Regions from separate parts of the Ctenopharyngodon idella genome. Here region 1 is linked to region 2. The links are chromatin contacts, called in public Hi-C maps. All regions are on one chromosome and are shown on one strand. Each heading gives the region's core, a stretch centred on a gene start, on an enhancer-like site or on the middle of the called end of the contact. The rest is flanking DNA. Distances are from core to core; before and after follow the strand shown.

Evidence for each region. A called contact is a pair of places that touch in the nucleus more often than the background predicts.
Region 1: a contact with region 2 is called in a Hi-C map of muscle, with 9 times the contacts expected there. The contact joins the promoter of cfhl3 here to the promoter of glrx2 in region 2. A contact is called at or near these places in 2 of 2 Hi-C or Micro-C datasets (both in muscle).

Annotation. Positions count from the first base shown.
Region 1 is chr10:9,052,581-9,057,981 of HZGC01, reverse strand. It overlaps cfhl3 (complement factor H like 3), which reads right to left and starts at 3,171. Exons shown (of 9, transcript XM_051908995.1): 1 at 3,011-3,171; 2 at 1,489-1,671; 3 at 1,236-1,409; 4 at 971-1,146; 5 at 526-718; 6 at 191-370. The coding sequence starts at 3,086.
Region 2 is chr10:8,846,602-8,851,484 of HZGC01, reverse strand. glrx2 (glutaredoxin 2) reads left to right here and starts at 2,523. Exons shown (of 4, transcript XM_051910708.1): 1 at 2,523-2,624; 2 at 3,265-3,328; 3 at 4,778-4,883. The coding sequence starts at 3,266.

The DNA.
Region 1 (5,401 bases), core at 1,922-4,421, 210 kb before region 2:
AATGTATAAAAAAGTTTTTCGTTTTTAGTTGAAAATGGTGTTGTGACAAGCAAGACATGAATGTGACAATTGTATCATCGTAATACTTTTGATGCACCCATAATCCACATTTGGGATTGAATCATCATAGTTCAAGTTGGATTTGCTGCTGGGTAATTAAATGTGAATGCAAGATTTTGTGGGGACTCACTTTTGCAGATAAACGTTCCGTTCCATTTTCCATTTTGACACATCAAAACTCCTCCTGAATTTTCATTGTATGGTTCATTGCACTCGTATGTCAGTATCTCAAAGTTGCTGAACACAGTTTTCTCATCTGACAGTGTCACAAATCGCAAGTTTGTTGTTGGTTGGGAACACTGAACTGTTCCTAGAGGAACAATTCAATTCAAAGTATTATATGAAAAATACTATTATTTAATTATAAAGATTTCAAAAGTTTATTTGAATTAATACTTTGATTCTGATTTATAGAAATGTTTTTCCTAATATAAATACAATCCTGTAGTCGATATATGTCTGTACCTCCACATTGTGGATATGGGTAATTCCACCTCCCATCTGGTTGGCATTCAATTGCCCGTTGGCCGTAAAACCTCATGTTGACATTAGTGCATCGAAAAACTAAGATATGCCCAGGTTTATAAGGTGAAGTGATGCCTGGATGTCCAAATAGAATTTCTACATTTTTGAGTTCTTGCTCCTGACAAGTACCATCTGTATATAAGAAGATAATTTATTTGTGCATACTCAACAATATATTAACAGTACTGTAGTGTCTGTCTTACTTTTTATATGAACATTATTTTTAATATAAGACTTCATATAAGACATATATCAGCTATTTAACTATGGCTTGGAAATGGTTTATCCAATCATCTTACCAGTTTTTCATTAAAAATATCTATATAAATTTATGATACAATAAAATCAAAACAAACAACAAAACAACATCAAGCTGTAACTTTCCAGTGCAGGTCTGTATGTCTGTCCATTGGCCCTGGGAATCACAAGTGATTCGTACAATCTCCTCTGGTTCAAATCCAGGACGACATTTATATTCTATTCTTGACGAGATTTTGTACGTTTGGTTCTGACCTCCCACAATCTCTGCATTTGGGATGTTTGGTGGGTCACACATAATTTCTAGAAAACAAACATTCACATAATCATAGAATTTCTATTAAGTGATTTTGTGAGTAGTGAAGATTTTAATACTCTACAGCAGAACATACCAGCACACAGTGGTTTTGGTGTCCACCCGTCTCGTTTGCATGTGGCCTGGACTGCCATTTTACGATATCCAGATTCACAATTGTAAGATCTTTTTACATTCAAATTCAGATTTCCACTGAAGTAATATGTGGGTAGATATACATGCTGGTTGTGTGGAACTTGACATTTAATCTCTGAAACAAGACTCACATGCATTTGATAATGTACAAGGAATTCAGCACCAAATCCAGAAGTGTTTCTCTACATTCTTACCCTCACAAGTTGGCTTGTAATCCCACTTCCCATTATCTGTGCATGTAAATGTTTCCTGCTTGTAAAAGATCTGGCTTTTGCCAGAGCAGGTAATTTCCACCGTTTCTCCAGCTTTGAAAATTGTTTTTCCCTCTGGTATGGTTCTTACTGCTTCAGATTTGGTCAACTCAAGCTGGCAAGTTACTGTAAAGACATAGTGATGCAAAACATATTTTTTGTAACATTACCAGTTTTGTATAGCAAAAAGTACTGTGGCCTAAAGAGCTCAAACTGAAGAAAACACAGAAAAAACACCAGCAAATTAAGAAAACATCTTTATCAGTTTGACAATACATGTGCTGCAAATACTCACAACGCAAACCAAATATAGAAACTGTTTTCACACATTGACTGTATTTAGTTGCATATTAAAGCTGGACTACATATCTTAAGCCCTGTTTACACTAGAGCTCTTCTCAGGTCCTAAAATCTGTACCCGACCAGAATCGACCCAAAACATTTTTTACCCGGACCCGACGTGCATACATTTTTTTTTTTTTTTTTTTTTTTTAAAGAAAACCCACCCCAAGGCAGACCTGATAAAATTAGACCCGAGTCCAACCTGACGGCATTTAGCCTAGCCTATTTTTGAACCTGACTGGACCCAAACAATGAACGGCATTGATGTGTGCACAGCCAGCAGCCCCACAGTCAGTCAGGAAAAATCCCGGTGTCCTGCTTACTAATTTGGCCACTGCTCCATTATTTCATTTAGCCTTTTTATGGCTGTCACCCTAGTCTATGTAAACAGTCACATGTCATCACATGATTTCTCAGGACAGTTATTTCAGTGATATCTTTCAGGGAGTATTCTGGTTCTGGTTCATTCTGGTTGTCATTTTATATCTATGAACACATGCATTTAAACTTTTTAAGTGGAAACAGTGTCAAATCAAACAGGACAGATTTGAACTTTATAAATTAGTAAAGAGAACGGAGGGGAATAAAGAAAACATTTTTTTTTTTTTTTTTTTCACATTTACCCTGTCTTGCAAGTATACTCCACTGTTGCTCTGTAAGTATAATTTCTCCCCTCTCTAAGTTTAAAATAACCATTTTGGTTTCCTCTGGGTGACCACACTTTTTCTCTGCAGAAATCAAACAAGTTTAACTCTAAAAGTGAACATTTGAATTAAATGAGAGGAAATTATGTGGTCATCATATTGACAATTTTCTTACTTGAGCAGCTTCGTGCAATGAACGTCTGCCACTGTCCATTTTTACACTTTAACCTATAAAAGCCTATTAACCTGTCATGCAGTTCACGTTCACTGTTTCATCATTGTTGTATGAAGCTTTCGCAACTGGTTCTATGTTTTATATAGCCTAAAATATCCAATCGGAGACATTCTGAGAAGCACAAACAAACGCACACAAAGATATACCAGTCAACACTCTTTAAAACCACTTTACGTCATTTAAAAAGTGTTGGAAGTGTATATAATATGCACAACATTCTACATAGTAAAAATAATAAACTCACCTTGACCTTGCACAAAGGTAACAGAAAATAGGAAACAGGAAAAGCAGATGATTTGTACAGGAACTCTCATTTTCATCTCACAAATGACTGTAGCTTTGTTTTCTGGTTTTTGGTCTCTGTTGTATGATGGGGGATCAAAAAGTTAATCATTTACTTAGTTCGAAGGAGGACTTTTTTTATATACCAGACTAACCTACTCCATGGCCGTGCACAAGAAATATTTTGACTAAAAGAAAAGAAAGTTTTATCTGATGTTTACATTTGTCAGTTGGGACACACCGAAAGACTCTTAAAGAGAAATCAAGCTTCTTCATTCACATTTTCATATTACACAATAACAGAAGAGAAAGCAAAGGGCAAGTTACAAAATAATTGCTGTCTTCTCTTCTCTATATGTTTTCTTTCACTTTTTTTTTTCATTGATTTTGACTAACGGCACCAGAAAGTATTGTAAGGGGGCTTAAATTCTCCCATTATACTGATCATCCACACCAAATAAACATTAAACTTGTTGCATCACCTGCTGTTACATAAATATAAGGGCCCTTTTGGTCCAACTGACTAAAGATGCAATCGGCTTTTGATTACGCTTTGCTGAAATAAGCAGGATAATCTTCAGTAAGACATTTATGAAACGAAATCATCAAGTCCTCACCGAGGCTGAATTTATTTAATCAAAAATACAGTAAAAAAAAGTAATACTATATTGTGAAATATTATTACAATTTGAAATAACCATTTTCTATTTTAATATATTTTAAAATGCAGTTTATTTCAGTGATTTTCTAGATCATTACTCCAGTCAGTGTCACATGATCCTTCAGAAGTCATTCTAATAGGCTACGTTGATTTGCTGCTCAAGAAACATTTCTGATTATGATCAAAGTTGAAAACAGTTGTTCTGATTAATATTTATGGAAACAACCACGTTTACACTTTTTGTCATTCCGACTGAAAGATTCGGTGGACTGTTTACATGAGACGTTATCTAATCCGATATGCTGTTTACAAGTTCCGGCGCTTCCAATCGGAATGACTTTGTGACATGCACACATTATATGTCCTGTTTGCCGCCTTTTATTCCTGTCAACATGGAGTTCCATTATTTCTTATGCGCGCTATTTTTGTGTAAAGTGTTGCTCTTAATCAAGCAACAGCGTGAATTTGCAGCACATTACTGCTGGAAGGTATGAGGAAAAGACGGGCGCAGGAAGCTGACCTTTTTGGTGGCTTTGGCGCCTCTCTAAGGAGCATCTCAATACCCCTCCTTCGAAAAGGAGAAGCGTGTGGATGAAGGTCCGTATGATACCCTGAGTTCCTTCAGTGAAAAATGTGTTGTTTCAGTTTTACTCCAGTTTGATTTTGCCGCCGCTATTTTGCATTCTTACGACCCCCGACGCAAAGTAATCGGTTTAACGCGTTTACATGGCAGAATTTTTATTTTGTTCGGTTTATAGAAAGGTTTATCCCTACAATGCTCCATGTAAATGCACCCTACTTTTTTTTTCAAGATTTTTTGATGAACTGCAGTTATACAGTAGAACAGAAGTTATTTGAAGTTGAAAAATTTTATAAATGCCCCTAGATTGCTGAATAAAATACATTTCTTTAAAAAAAAAAAAAAAAAAAAAAAAAAACTTACTGACCCCCTACACACACACACACACACAAACACAAACACACACACACACACACACACACACACATAATTATTATCATAGAAACATGTAAATGTACACATTTGTTTAATTATTATTATTATCCCTGTTGCATTTATAAAGGTCCCAAAATATAATGCTAATTAGTTGATTAACTATGATGAATGCTGCGAGGAATGCTAATTTGTGTCTCCTCTGTTGTTGTAGTACTTTAGATCCGCCACTAGAAGGCAGAAATGACCTTTGGAATCAGCTCCTCAGAAACTGTCCTGATGCCACAAGAACTGACAGTATCTGAGCCACAGAAAATAGCATGTCATAAAATGTTTCACAGTTTATACAAATATGTTGTAAATGTATATGTCCTCTTATTATGTAGATTTGAAAATGAACTGTAATATCCCAAAAAAAACAAAACAAAAAAAAATTCTCCTATAGGTACTATTTAAAATGAGCTATTTTGTCAGTCTGTATTTACTTTTGAAAGCCTATTGAAGAAAATAAAAAAAAAGTTATTTTCAATTTTATTCAATTCTCAATGGATAAAAGCAAGTTCTGTCTTTTTTTTCCTCATGGAATATTACTGAAGAGTCGTTAATTGTTTTAAGTGTAATTTTTAACAATGAAATCCTAGATTACATTTTATTTGTCTGTATGACTCTACATTTCTGCACTTAAAAACAATGGCCTAAGTAATGCACAGTAAGGCCAAATGCTAAATGCACGGCGAGAT
Region 2 (4,883 bases), core at 1,274-3,773:
CGTGGGGGCGGGGAATTACGTTTCCAGAGGTTCTGATGAGTTTGCCGACGTTTCGGTGTATGGCGGTCATTACTTGTCATGAGACTGTAAATACTAAGGAGGGTTTCGCCATTATTATGACATGTGGGTTACACGTGGACCCTTGATAATCGCTAGATGGGAAAAGGGCAAATGGAAAATATTAAAGGGCCTATGTGTGGCTCTGGCTCAGGGTGGTTCGGTGAACTTTCAATTGTGCTTTTGCATCATAAAGACCTGTAGGTTTTTATGTTCATATAGAAGATGACTAGTAATTAATGATTATGGTGGTCCCAGGCTTTTTGAACGCATGTGCCCCCACAGCCATATTAATAAGATTATAGACCTTATGCACCAGAGAAACAAACGCACAGCCATCTTTAGAACATCTTTTGTTCAGCACATCCCACAGATGCTCCATTGGATTGAGATCTGGGAAATTTGGAGGCCACGTCAACACCTCAAACTCATTGTTGTGCTCCTCAAACCATTCCTGAACCATTTTTGCTTTGTGGCAGGGTGCATTATCCTGCTGAAAGAGGCCACAGCCACCAGGGAATACCGTTTCCATGAAAGGGTGTACATGGTCTGAAACAGTGCTTAGGTAGGTGCTATGTGTCAAAGTAACATCCACATGGATGGCAGGACCCAAGGTTTCCCAGCAGAACACTGCCTCCACCAGCTTGCCTTCTTCCCATAGTGCACCCTGGTGCCATGTGTTCCCCAGGTTAAGTGACGCACACACACCCGCCCATCCACGCGATGTAAAAGAAAACATGATTCATCAGATCAGGCCACGTTCTTCCATTGCTCCGTGGTCCAGTTATGATGCTCACGTGCCCACTGTTGGCCCTTTCGGCGGTGGACAGGGGTCAGCATGGGCACCCTGACTGCTCTGCGGCTATGCAGCCCCCATACGCAACAAACTGCGATGCACTGTGTATTCTGACACCTTTCTATCAGAACCAGCATTAACTTCTTGAGCAATTTGAGCTACAGCTCGTCTGTTGGATCGGACCAGCCTTCGCACCCCACGTGCATCAGTGAATCTTGGCTGCCCACCACTGTTCCTTCCTTGGACCACTTTTGATAGTTACTGACCACTGCAGACCGGGAACACCCCACAAGAGCTGCAGTTTTGGAGATGCTCTGACCCAGTCGTCTAGCCATCACAATTTGGCCCTTGTCCAAACTCGCTCAAATCCTTACGTTTGCCCATTTTTCCTGCTTCTAACACATCAACTTCGAGGACAAAATGTACACTGCTGCCTAATATATCCCACCCACTAACAGGTGCAGTGATGAAGAGATAATCAGTGTTATTCACTTCACCTGTCAATGGTCATAATGTTATGCCTGATCAGTGTGTATGTATATATATATATATATATATATATATATATAAAATCGATTAATCACAATTATTGGATTATTATGGAACTGGACTCCTTTAAGTACTGGAAATGCAAATGGTCTAATGCAAAAACCACCACAATGAATTACAACAAAGATCATAACAATGAAAGGCCAGGTTTTGAAAAATTAAGAAATTAAGACATCAAACAACTTTTCCAATGATTCTTTAAGTACAGTGTACTGTTGCAAAAAAGTGAAAGGTGAACACACTGCTCATCTTCCTTTAACAATAATGAGTATGGAGTTCAGGCCAATAAACTTTACAATATGTAAGCAATAAATAATTCAAAGTTTATTTTTGTTTCAACGCTGCTGAAAGAGAGAAAGCCGCAATCTAGAGCTATAGAACAATTTTAGGGCCTGTAATATTTAATATTGAATTCCTCATCCTTGGGGTTTTCAAAACATTTATAGTTGACAAAATAACCATAAGCTGGATAACTGATGCCGTTGTTTAAAAAGTGACAAGAACAGCCTTAATTCTTTTTTTGGTTAATTCATAAGGATTAGTGTGGGTAGAAAAATCAATTGCCTTTTTCTTGCAAATGGCAATGTGGCATCTTTTGTGAAAAACAGAGATTAGGGAGCAGCATTAAATCACTTGTCATAAAATGGGGGGAAAGGGAAAGAACAGGAATATCTGAGATTCTCAAGAAACAAACATGTCTTGTGTTGGTTCTGTGTAATGCATTTTACAGAATGGCACAGTGCCACCCTATGGGTGGATGCAAAATTACACTTCTTTCAGATTTAAAAAACATCTAACTTTGAAGGACAAGGGAGATGTAACGTTACACATTAGATATTTACAAAACACGCTGGGTGAAGATGGACCAATCACTGTAGTTTGTGATTTACTGATAAGGCATTTTTAGGCATTAAGATTACTGTTACTGTTTCTATTTGCATGTCAGATGGCAATCCTCTAAATTAATAGCCTACATTAAAAATATACATAACTTTTAGCGTACACATATCTGCAATGAGACAATAAATCGTTCTAGAATATAAATGCGGATTTATGGGAATTGGGTTTCTGACCACCATGGCCCCCTAGAGGAAAACATGTTTGTGCCTCATTATTTCCAATGATCAGGACAGGCTAGTAGAAAAGTGTTCAGGACATCCGTGAAGGGCGGAGCCTACAGATGGCGCTTTTTACGTCATACAAATGTGGTTCCGGTTGAGAGGTACGCATGTGTTTTGGATTTTATAACAATACAGAAGAAGCATATTTTTGTATGTAAAACCGGTAACTTAACTGTCATTGAACAGTCTTTTATTTATAGAGCGGCGCGTGTCGTTTTACACTCCACGATGTTTACGAGAGGTTGTACATACACATCCAAACAGGCTTATCATATTCTAAGGTCATTATGAGGACAATTAGTATTGGACTATATTTTAACATAACTGTGTGCATGCTATAAATTAAACTAAGATTATAATCAAGACCGCCATTGTTTTTGTCTGTTCTGGACGGTACAAGTTAACCTACTTTAACAGACAAAAACGCTGTTTTCAGTAGTGTCATTAAATGTTTAAATCCCCCCTGTGTGATCTGATCAGATTACAGTCTAGCTATGTGATCCTGTTTACCTGTTTCAGTCGGGAACCAGACAACAGTTCGAACATGACTGACTTAAATTGTCAGTCTAGTTCTCTTGTATCTGCACTAACTGCGTTTGCTTTCCTTGTATCTTCAACATGTCTTTTTTACAGACCAGTGATTATAACAAGGTCATCACGTGTGTTAATCTCAGTCTGTTGCTGTGTAAATGGTAGTGTTGTTTTCTCTCAGTCTGAACTAAATTCATGTCGTTTATTTAGAATGGGGAACTTCACGTCGTCTGCTCCTGGTTTGTCAAGCTCAGCATGCAATCAGTTTGTCCAGGTAAGCTTTACGCTGGTTTGTTTTGGTTCAATTAATGGAAAAGTTCACCCGCAAATTCTGTCTAAATTACTCACTCATGCCGTTCCGAACCCTTATGACTGTCCTTTCTAATGTGGAACATCAAAATTCCACGCAACCAAGATTATTAAGATTCGTGAATGAATCATTTACTGTTTTTGTGAACCAGAACAATTGATTCATCGAAAAGGTCTGACGAATGTGAATAACAGCTTAAAGGGATAGTCCACCCAAAAATGAAAATTCTGTCATCATTTACTCATACCCAGGGCTGGAAATGGCTGAGATTCACTGGGGGGACTCTAGTTGGGAAGATTTTATTTTTACTTTCAATGACTGTATTTAAATATGAAATATTATATAATGTTTTAAACGTAGAACAAAACCACAATTTGTACCAGGCTGTAAACTTTTTTTTTTTGCTGTGAAGTTGGGCATTTTAACATGGGATTCAATGAGATTCTGCTCTCTTTTGGAGCCTGTCCCTAGCGGCCAGTCAAGGAATTGCAGTTTAAGTCACTTCCGTATTGGCTTCAAGAGAAACTGGGGGAGGTTGCCACTTGAGTCCTACCAACATGTGTTGTATATTTGGTCTGCACAATTAATCAAAATAAAACCAAAATCAATATGGCTTAGTGAAATTTTCAAATCATAATGGATGCAATTGAATTAAATAGATATGTGTGCTGTGTATTTCAGAGTGAATAGTGGCACTGCGTTCTTTTACATGCAAGCAGCTCATAATCTGGTGTTTTTCGGAGTGGCTCAGGTCACAGTAAATACTGATCCACAAAAACTTCATCTCTGCTAGCGCTGTGAGTTAATGTGCATTTGGGGACACAACATGCGGCATCCATCTTTCTTGTAATGATAAGTGCTTGTAACTGGCTATTGTCAAAAAAAGAGAAGCTTTAAAAGGACAGTTCACCCAAAAATGAAAATTGTCATATTCACCCTCAAGTTGTTCCAAATGTGTATGAGTTTCTTTCTTCTGTTGAACACAAAAGAAGATATTTTAAAGTAAACAGTGGACAGTAGCTATTGACTTCCATAGTAGAAAAAAAATAAATCCTATGGAAGTCAATGGCTACTGTCAACTGTCTGGATACCAATATTCTTTAAAATATCTTCTTTTGGGTGAACTATCCCTTTAAGGATAAAGTTTTAAAAGTTTAGTTTAGAGTTTTCTGACAAAATAAAAGCTCAGTGGCTTAACATTTGAAAAACATTTTGGGCCAAATTGTGCAACCCTACAAACAAAAAGCAAAGCAAACCTGGAGCTTTTTCCCCACATTTTAAATTACATTAGCAATTACAATTTTTTTCCCTCAAATCTTGCAGCCCTAATATCCTATGCCTTAAATATGCGTCTATTCATTAACCTGGATCTCCCTCTCTTTTTTTTTTTTTTGTCTGTTTGTTTTTTTACAGGATGTTGTGTCTAGTAACTGTGTTGTAATATTCTCCAAAACCACATGCCCCTATTGTAAGATGGCAAAGAATGTCTTTAATGAGATAGGAGCTACATATAAAGTTG